Regions from separate parts of the Mus musculus genome. Here all the other regions are linked to region 3. Evidence: chromatin contacts called from public promoter capture Hi-C data. All regions are on one chromosome and are shown on one strand. The core of a region is the stretch at or near the end of the contact, and the rest is flanking DNA. Distances in the headings are between cores, read along the strand shown.

What was found. Promoter capture Hi-C pulls out the DNA fragments that hold promoters and counts their contacts.
Region 1: a contact with region 3 is called in a promoter capture Hi-C map of pre-B cells, with 2.1 times the contacts expected there. The contact joins the promoter of Gpsm2 here to the promoter of Ahcyl1 in region 3. A contact is called at or near these places in 2 of 39 promoter capture datasets (liver and pre-B cells), 1 of 484 Hi-C or Micro-C datasets (B cells) and 1 of 115 datasets of contacts at active chromatin or transcription factors (astrocytes).
Region 2: a promoter capture Hi-C map of pre-B cells shows a contact between it and region 3, with 4 times the contacts expected there. The contact joins the promoter of Stxbp3 here to the promoter of Ahcyl1 in region 3. A contact is called at or near these places in 2 of 39 promoter capture datasets (liver and pre-B cells).

Annotation. Positions count from the first base shown.
Region 1 is chr3:108,721,028-108,724,068 of GRCm38.p6, reverse strand. Gpsm2 (G-protein signalling modulator 2 (AGS3-like, C. elegans)) reads left to right here and starts at 1,770. Exons shown (of 15, transcript NM_029522.2): 1 at 1,770-2,028.
Region 2 is chr3:108,839,154-108,842,124 of GRCm38.p6, reverse strand. It overlaps Stxbp3 (syntaxin binding protein 3), which reads left to right and starts at 1,623. Exons shown (of 19, transcript NM_011504.1): 1 at 1,623-1,705. The coding sequence starts at 1,657.
Region 3 is chr3:107,695,206-107,698,443 of GRCm38.p6, reverse strand. Ahcyl1 (S-adenosylhomocysteine hydrolase-like 1) reads left to right here and starts at 1,884. Exons shown (of 17, transcript NM_145542.4): 1 at 1,884-2,286. The coding sequence starts at 2,167. Gm40121 (a long non-coding RNA gene) reads right to left here and starts at 2,219. Exons shown (of 3, transcript XR_003954675.1): 1 at 1,715-2,219.

The DNA of each region.
Region 1 (3,041 bases), core at 521-3,020, 1.0 Mb before region 3:
TTTGTAGTCCTTGATTCATTTATTCTCATGCTTTTCTTTCTTTAAATATATTAAATATTCTATGTCATATTTCAGTTTCAAAGTCTGTGTGGATTTTATATTACATATATAATACTCTCAACTACACTTATTAAAAAGTAGGTGTATATAAATATATATTCTATTTTTTAAAAGACAGGGTCTCACTATGTAGCCCTGGTTGTCCTGGATCTCACTGCATAGATCAAGATGGCCTCAAACACACAGAGACCCACTTGCTTGTGCCTCCCAAGATCTGGCATTAAAGGTATGTGAGACAATACCTGACTCTTGTTATTTTTTGTTTGTTTGTTTGTTTGTTTTTGTTTTGTTTTGTTTTTTGACCATTAAATGTCTTCAAGTAGAAGAATGGCACAATCTCATGGATGCATGCGTTTGGAAAGAAGATTTACAAAACAGTTCAACTGATTAGGAAGATAGACATTGCTGATAGCTGAGATAAAAAGTCCAATCTATGAGAGAAGGGGGCACAGGAAAGAAACGATTCGCTTTGGCTATGCAGAATTTAAAATACTTTTTATTGTGGTTTACTGTACCAATTCCCACAAAGAATTTATGAGTATGGAAGAATTATAATATCTACCTCTGAAATAGTACAACCAGCTAATTCAGCTTTTTATAAGAACTTGGTATTAAGGGTGCTCGCTGATAATAATAAGAGAACCACTTATTGAACAGCTTCGATGTGTCAGCAGCTGTGTTAACCATTTCATAAACTTTACCTCCTGAAGCATCATGACAGACCTTATTAGAGGAGGTCTCATTATCTGTGTTTTACAGCTGAGGAAGCTAAGGCTACAGAGGACAGACGCCTAACTGGTTCAAAATCAGTCAGTAGGAAGAGGCCCGAGCTGAAATTCAAACCCAGGTCTGGCTGGTGCTAACACTATCTCTATACAGTTTTCCATGACACACATATAGTGGTCACGGCCATCACCACAGAGATGCTGAAACTAGAATTTCTTTAACAGGTGCCCAATCCTGTAAAACATTAAAATTTCATCCCAGTGGAGAAATAGGCAGTGGCTATAGATAATGTAATGTAACCAACGTCATCAGCTTCACAGCAGAGACTCTAGTTTAAACATTTGATGAACAAGCTAAGATCTATTTTTTGGTGAACTTGATATGAAGGCATGAATAGAATGGGAATGCAAGCCGCCGGAGCGGATTAAATTCGCCATCTCTGCTTTTCCTGGGAACCAGCGATCCTGCAGTCAGAAGAAGTTTGCTTTCCCAACATCTGGAAACGCCAGAACTGTGTGTGACACTGCCTCAAGAACTGAGGCTCCTTGTTCAGACTTTCACACGGGACCCTCTGTTCCTTTCACACAGGCCTCTTTCTTTCTCACATCTGCCTCTTGGAAGACTTTCCCAGGGCGGGACTGAGCCTGCAGGGAAAGAGGCAGTGGACTGGGGCTCCTGGGTTCAAAGTCTGAACTAGACCCAGCTTGAACTCTGATGTTTATTGTCCCACTTTTCGCCATCTGAAGGAGAAATTCGAGGACAATAAGCTTCTAGTTGGCGGAGGATCTATCCGCAGCAGAGGAGAATCAAGCGCTACAGTCCGAGAGGCAAACCCCACACACAGATCTTTAGAAGGAGGGAGCCCTGGCTCGTCTAGCCCCGCCCTCCACCCGCCTAGCCCCGCCCCACCGGTGCCATTGGCCGGTCCAAAAAACGCGGGGCGTTGTCAGTTTGAATGGGCGAGCCTGGAGCTAGGCGCAGGCGCAGAGGAGTACAGGCGCTGAGGGAGCCTTGCTGGCGGTGAGACCCTCTGAGAGGCCAGGGGGAGGCCGAAGCTCTGGCCCACGTGACCTGCCGGGGGCGGGCGCCCGGGGCGCTCGCCAGCCTCCCGCGGTGCCCCTGCTTGGCTCGGCGTCGCCGCCGGGACCCGACTTGGGGAAGCGCCGCGGTTCCTAGTCTACGGCCAGAGGCGCTCATCCCTGCAGCGGTTCCTTGTTCTCAGGAGCCGCGGGCCGGAGGGAGGTGAGCGGAGCCTGAGGGGGTGACCCAGTGGGGTGTGTGGGGGCGTGGGGCGGGGGTCTCTGGACCACCGAGGCTCGACGGGCTCGGGTGACGCTGGGACCCGGGAGCTCCGTGGGGGGCTTCGCACCCGCACCATTTAGGCTGTTGTCCCCTAAGTGAGGGGAGACTGGGGATCGGGCTTCTGCAGACCTTGAAAATACTTGCTGGGATGCAGCGACTTCACGCGTTTTCCGAGCGTAACAGACGGTGGATACAAAGCCGAATCCCAGTGGATTCGAATCCCAGGCACGTCGCCGGCCCCGGGTCTCCACACCAGACACCTTTGTCAAGTCACATTTAAACTCCTGAACTTTTCGGATCCCAGACTTACTGGCAAGCGAAACTGATAGATCGTTGTAACCAGCTTTATAGCAAGCGTAACATGTTTGAGATCTTAGCCGGAAAGCTGTAAACTTAGTATCTTCAGATGAAAAGTGGAAAACGTAATTTCCTTGTATTTTAATGGTAAACAATTAGGTGGCTTTAACAAGTATCATTTGAACTCTGTTGAAACGAGTAATGATGGCAATGTTTATTTGCCTTAATGCATTATTTAAACGCCGGGTAGACTTAGAATAGGTAAGTTCTTGACTCTCCTCTCGGTGCTTTGTGTTGATTGGACTGCTGTGTGGTTTGTGTTGTAAGTTTTTGTCACCAGCGAAGCAGAATTTTCAGACTGCCTCTTTGGAAGGCTAAACTGAAGATTTTCCGGCTTGTTAGTAACCATCGTGATTGCTTCTGGTAAAGAGCACTTTTGCCTGGGGTTTCGACGTGCTAAGAGCAGAGATTCGTTCCGCCTAAGTTCAAAAGCGAAGGTTCCTGTCCTTTGACTTGAGGGCAGTGGGGGAGTTCAGGGATGCCCGGCCGGTTCTAGGCATTCATAGGCCCCTCTTGCAAACTATTTCTAACTTACAATTCGAGGATTGGACTGGTTATGAATTCAGAGACTGTGGAGTATTGTGGAAGCGTGTCCC
Region 2 (2,971 bases), core at 374-2,873, 1.1 Mb before region 3:
ACAGGTGTGCTAAAATAAGAAGCAGAAAGGAAGACTCATCAATCACCTCGATTGAACTTAGCATACCCAAAGGAACCCTGTGTGTAACTAATAGTTTGGGGTATAACCTCTGGCTCCATCTACCACCAGATAGATAGTCAACAAGGAAACTCTGTGTCAGAAAAGATCCCTCTTACCTGTTACTTAAATGTAATCTTGGTTGTCAGCAATTTACCGAAATGTGCTGTTTTAGTATCTCTGATTCTTCTCATACTATTGACAAGTATTGATGGAGAAATAAATAAACAAAATCTTTCAAACAAATGTTGACCGACAACATGGCTAAGATGGCTCTCCCCTTCTTTGGCCTGCTAATGTTTCTACTGGCTACCATAATTGGGCCCTGCATCCACCAAACAAGGCTAGAATCATTGCCACTTGACAACATTATTAAAGACAGTCCCCTATCAAGGATTTGAGAAGGACACAAAGGTCAAGGGGAGAATGAGAAACCTGCCTGACTCCATTTTTAAGGTAGGAGACATTTTGTTGTATTGTTAAACACAAAGTTTCGTTTATTGTAAGAGTTGAGTTTCTGTTTTTAAGTTTCTGTTTCTTGGAACCTGCCCTGCACCACCCTGTGACCATGACTTGTTTTTGAGAACACTTTGACCCTCCCTTATCACTAAGTACTTGGTTTTTGTCCTTTTGAAATTTTCCTATACTTCCCAACTGCCCTGTTGTCTTGCTTCTGTAACACTGTTTTGCAACTACTTGTTATTTTGCTCCTTAAAAGGGACTCTCAGCACTTCTCTCTCTAACCCCTAATTGGCCAGGTCTCTGGTGCTCCTGGATATAATAAAGCTTGCTTCAATTTTAGCTCTAAAATTATGGTAGTGGTCTTACTCCTGCCTTGTGGAATTAACAATTCTAGGAATCGTGCTCTATAACTTAAAATGTAAAATTCTTCATAGGAATAAGAGGGTCTCTCATTTCTTAGACTTTTCTGAAACTCTATCACAGTTCTGGGAACACTGGTGGTTACCTTACAGCTTAAATAATCAATGATCTTCAAAAATTATTAAAATGAAGTTGAGAGGGATAGACTTCCCATATGGCGGTTGAACAGGCTTCTGAACAGTATAGTTTGAATTGCTTTGCTGAATGAAACATTATTTTGTAAAGCATAAAGTCTCCGTATTGGGGATGGCAGGATGTGTCTTGACAACTTAGGTTCCATCCCAAGACCCACACTGTGGAAGATGAGGTCTTCTGACCTTCACCTGCGAGCCTTGGTATGCACACATGCATACATACACACAGATAAATGTAAAATAAAAAAGACCCGGTATGTATAAATTCATAATTGTATAAATTGTGTTAGTTCACATATTTGCTTTCTGATGCCAAATTGGACACTGAGATATGGGTTATAGTAGGCTTCCGCTAGGGGGCGCCAGACAGTGCACAGAAGTCTGACCACACTACGCAGCCGCAGTCCAGGCACAGGCGGGACACGCCCTAGTTGATGCGCGTGACGTCACCTGAGGGCGCGGCCCGCGGAGGGGGCGGAGCCTCCCCACCGCGAGGGGAAGGGCCCGCCCCCGAGCGCAGCTTTCAGGGCCAAAGTAGGTTGCGAGTGGGAGGCGGTGGCTGTAGCTCCACGGCTGGGGGAAGATGGCGCCGCCGGTATCGGAGCGGGGACTGAAGAGCGTCGTGTGGCGGAGTGAGTGCGGAGGGGTCAGGGATGAGGCCGGGAAGGGTCGGCTGTACGGGGGTCTTCTTTCCCGCTGCAGCTCTGCAGCCTCTCTGGGAGCTGCATGGGCACTTGTTGCTTTGGGACCAAGTCCCTGGCTTGACTCCTTCCGGCTTGCCCAGAGTCGGGTTTCGTGCCAGCACCAGGGATGGGCGGGGTGGCCAGACGCGGCCTTCTCCGCGGCTTTGGCCAACTCTCACCCCGGTGAGGTTCTTCCGCAAAGCCCCACCCTTGGGCGACCTGACTCGGGCCGACTTTCCCTCCCAAGTCCCTGTGCTGTCCCGGGACAGCTCTTCCCATTGCACCCCCCTCGCCACACCAGGCACGGACGTCTCTCCATCCGACACAGTCTGAGCTCTGTGTTACTACTCTGTCCCGCCCTCGTCCCCGTGTTTTCAGAAGCCGCTTGGTGTCCCATATTCATGTTAGCACCGAGGGTTTTTACTACCATCCTTTTCAGTGTCTTGTCCTTTAAAAAGTGCAGGCGTAGCTTTTCAAGAGCGCCTTCTGCCACTGTTCCAAGAGAATATGACTTGCTTTAAAAAAAAAAAAAAAGAGTTCTTGAGAAAGCAACAGCGGACTGTTAAAGTTTTATCTAGTATCCGGTCCCTGCATAGTCTGCTCCTTGTGTTACAATTGGTCTTCTTGTTGGTTCGACCAACTTTAATGACTTTTATTAAAATGACACCAAACCTAGGTCTGCCAGGTTAGAAGAGCAATGAAAGCAGCAAACCGGAAGGACCTTCCTTGTTTGGCATCTCTGGGTTCTAAGTAATTATAGTCTAGTAGTAGAAAAGGAATAACGTCTTATTAGTGTTTCTTACTCCGACTTGGGGAACAAGGAACAGAATAGGAATTAGCCAACAGAATTCTGCCTTCAAGAATTCCTTGTATAAAATTAAAATCCAAAACAGTACAGGCATGGTGTTTACCATATAGAAGGTACTAAATAGATAAGTAGACTTTGTGAAATACAAAATTATCCTTTCATATTTATTATTTTCAAATTTATCCTTTCTGGGGGCCTGCAAGGTGGCTGAGTGGGTAAAGGTGCTTGCTGTCAAGCCCAAGGACACGAATTGCATCCCCAGGGACCCACGTGATGTAAGGAAAGCACTGACTTAGGCAGATTGTCTATATTGACTCTCATACGAAAGTGGGTGACAAATTGTGCTGAAGAAATTACTTCTGAGTTATAATGGCACCTTATATCAGGGCTTATGAGAAAAAGATACC
Region 3 (3,238 bases), core at 635-3,134:
GAATTCCCAAGGAGAGAAGTCTGACTGCTCTGAACAGTGAGCACATGAGAGAACACTAACATTTTAAGACATAGCAATCCTTCTAGGTACTTCAACAGCCCTCTTCAAACATCCACAGGCTTCTTATAGGAAGAATTCAGTGGGTCCAGAAATAACTATTTCACACCTTCCCCAACCTTGAGCACAAATCAGTATTGGGGTAGGGCTGGTGTCTTTTAAGACCACCTTTTTTCTTGATAAAGTTGAGTCTTTAAAACCTGGTAAGGTCAGGAATGGTGGCACAGGATAAGAGATCAAAGCCAGCCTGGGTTACATAGTGAGACCCTCTCACAAACAACCCAGAACCCAGTGAGGTGCTGGATATAAAAGAATGAGCTTAGAGAGGATTTAGTGGAAAGGCTCTCAGGAGGACTTATTCTCAGCATAGTGGGGAAGAATCTGGCTTCTCAGAGTCCACCCAAGAGAGAAGAGTGAAGCAAAGGAATGAAAAAGGAGCCACAGGAAACAGCTAGATGCGGAGTATACTAGAGAGCTTTGAGGGAGATTGTGGTCATTGAGAAATCCCAATGGTGAGATAGATGGCTGAAATCTCTTTTTGGAACATTTCAGAAATGTAATTGTAGACTGTTTGCTATGTGATGTAACCTCTCCCCTTTGACCAACAAACCTTCATTAAAAGTTCTGCTACATGTTATAGCCTCATTTTTTGTGGTTTAGGAGTAAGAGTTGGAAAGAGAAAGGGGCTGATGTGACTACAAGAGCTAAAGAAACAGTTGTAAGACTGGAATAGTGAGTAATGTTTCAGATGAGGCAGCAAACTAGAGCCAGAGATGACCATGAAAACCTAAGTCCCCTCAGTAATTCACAGAAATCCTGGGGACAACATTGTACTTTCCACAGGACATAGGAATTGGAGCCAATGTCATTTGAATGACTCTCAAAGGATAAGATACCGCAGTTGACCCCAGCTTACGAATAGGCTTTCCCTTCCCAAATGGATGGGTTCTTGGAAAACATAAATATGCCACATGCACCTCTACCATCCCAGGGCCTTTATACGGGGGCTGTACACAGTAGAATCCAGAAACTGTGCGAGTCCAAACTGAACGTTCTGCACTACACTCACTGAGAGTGGAGCTGGCAGGGAGAGCCTACTGCCTAGAGAGCATGGAGCAGGAGAACCCATTTGGCTGGGACTTTTTCTCAATCTGCCCTGTTCTCTGCCCTCTGACCAACCCATCAACCTTATCTTAATGACCTCTTCACATCAGCACTGCAGCCTGAAGGTCTTGTAAACAGACAAGGCCCAGGAGGAGATGGTGATGGAGGTCATAAAGGGTTGTGTAGAAACCAGACTGCTCTCAGCTTGTTCTGCACCCCTGTGAAGTAAAAAAGCAAACACTGTCCCCTGGAAATGGACTTCTGGCCCAAAGGGCCCAGGGTGTGGGCCGGGAGTAGGCTGTCTCTAACACTGAATTTTCCCAAAAAGGGCCGGGTAAAATGTGTCCGGTGGGACTCTGGTTTATGCTCCCAAGCATCGCTCTTGATATGCCATCTTCCCGATCCCCGATGCTCTGCCACCTCCCCATGCTGAGGTTTCCTGGGGAGTTGGTAGTCCAAAGACCCTTAGTCTTGTGGCATCTTTATAGGAGTCACACTCGGCTCAATAGGGCTGATGGCACCACCTGGCGGCAGACAAGGTTCAACTACTCACCCTGGGACGTTCATCACCGAGGCGCAGGAAAGGAGGGGCGATTCCTGCGGCCCGGCCCAGCATGTTGACGTCACCAGAGCGCGCCATTTGTCCCCGCCTCTTTCCGCCCCCCTCTCCTTGGGGCTGCCAGTACTTGACGTGGCGTCTCCGCCCTCTACCCTTACTTTGCGTGCGTGCTTGCGTGTGGCGGAGGTGGCTGCGCGGGCAGGTCGGAGCTGCGTGCTGTTGCTTCTGGTTCTGTGGCCGCCGTCGCTGTCCGGCAGGCTCCGGTCTCGGAGCCGACGAGGCGCGCGCGCGCGGGTCCCAGCCCTTCGGAAGCCCAAGCAGCTCGGCGCGGGGCCTGGCGGGAAGGCGGGCGAGCGCGTGGCCGAGGGCGCCGCGCGGACGGGCGGGCGCCCGTGAGGGAAAGAGGCGGGGGCGGCGGGTTAGCCGCGGGCCGGGCCGGCCGGGGGATGTCGATGCCTGACGCGATGCCGCTGCCCGGTGTCGGGGAGGAGCTGAAACAGGCCAAGGAGATCGAGGACGCCGAGAAGTACTCCTTCATGGCCACGGTCACCAAGGCTCCCAAGAAGGTGCGGGGCTCTGGGTGGCGGCGAGGGCCCTCGAGGAAGGGGCGCGAGCAAGCCCCGGGCCCGGACTCGGGTAGTTCGGGACTTAGGGCTAGGGTTTGGGGTGCTCAGGACCATTGACACGATGTAGTGGGTGGCCGGTGAGCGGCGATGGGCCTAGCTGGAGCCAAAGAGGCCGCTCTGACCTCGCTTTTCTTTGTCCCTCGGCCGGAGTCCTCCTGGATCTTACTGAAGCCCGACAGGGCCAGGCCTTAAATTCGCGACTGACTTTTCCTGGATGGAGGGCCTTGAAGACGAGATTGGGAGGGGGTGAGCGACTCAGCTGACCCCTGTGACCTGTCCAGGGGATGAGGTTGTGCAGGAAATTTCCCCTCAGGTGAGTGGGGGAAATCAGGCAGCTCTTTTTCAAAGCATCTTCTTGGGGGAGAATTGGCCGTTCGACCAACAACTGCGTGATCGCTTAGAGGCAAGAGGAAAGAATCGTATGAACTGGTTTATGCAGCTGACGGTTCTAAAAGCAACAAGAGATGGAAAGGCAAAATGGTAATCGCCGTGCAGTCTTCCACCTGCTAGGAAGTATGTGAGAAAGGAAAATTTAGAGGTTGGTGACAGTAGACACTGTCATGGATGCAGGTTGATCGCAGTCATGTGAATAGATCACTTAGACATCCCTCCAGAAAGGAGCTTGGGTGGGTTGGGGAGGTGGGTGGGAAGAAATGATTGCTCATTCTTTACTGCACTTACAAGTTCAGCCTATTGTGCTGGGGGTTGAGCTCAAAGGACATCCTTCTATGGCTCTTGGAAAAGGTGATCTATGGAGGGCTGAGTCTAACTAGCTCTCTCAGTGGTAGGGTCGGGGTCTCCAGTGCTTTCTGTCGAACCTTTGCTGACCCTTCCTCTAACCTGGTACCCAATTAGCAGTGGAACAAGGAGGTGACCTTTCTGAAATAGTTTC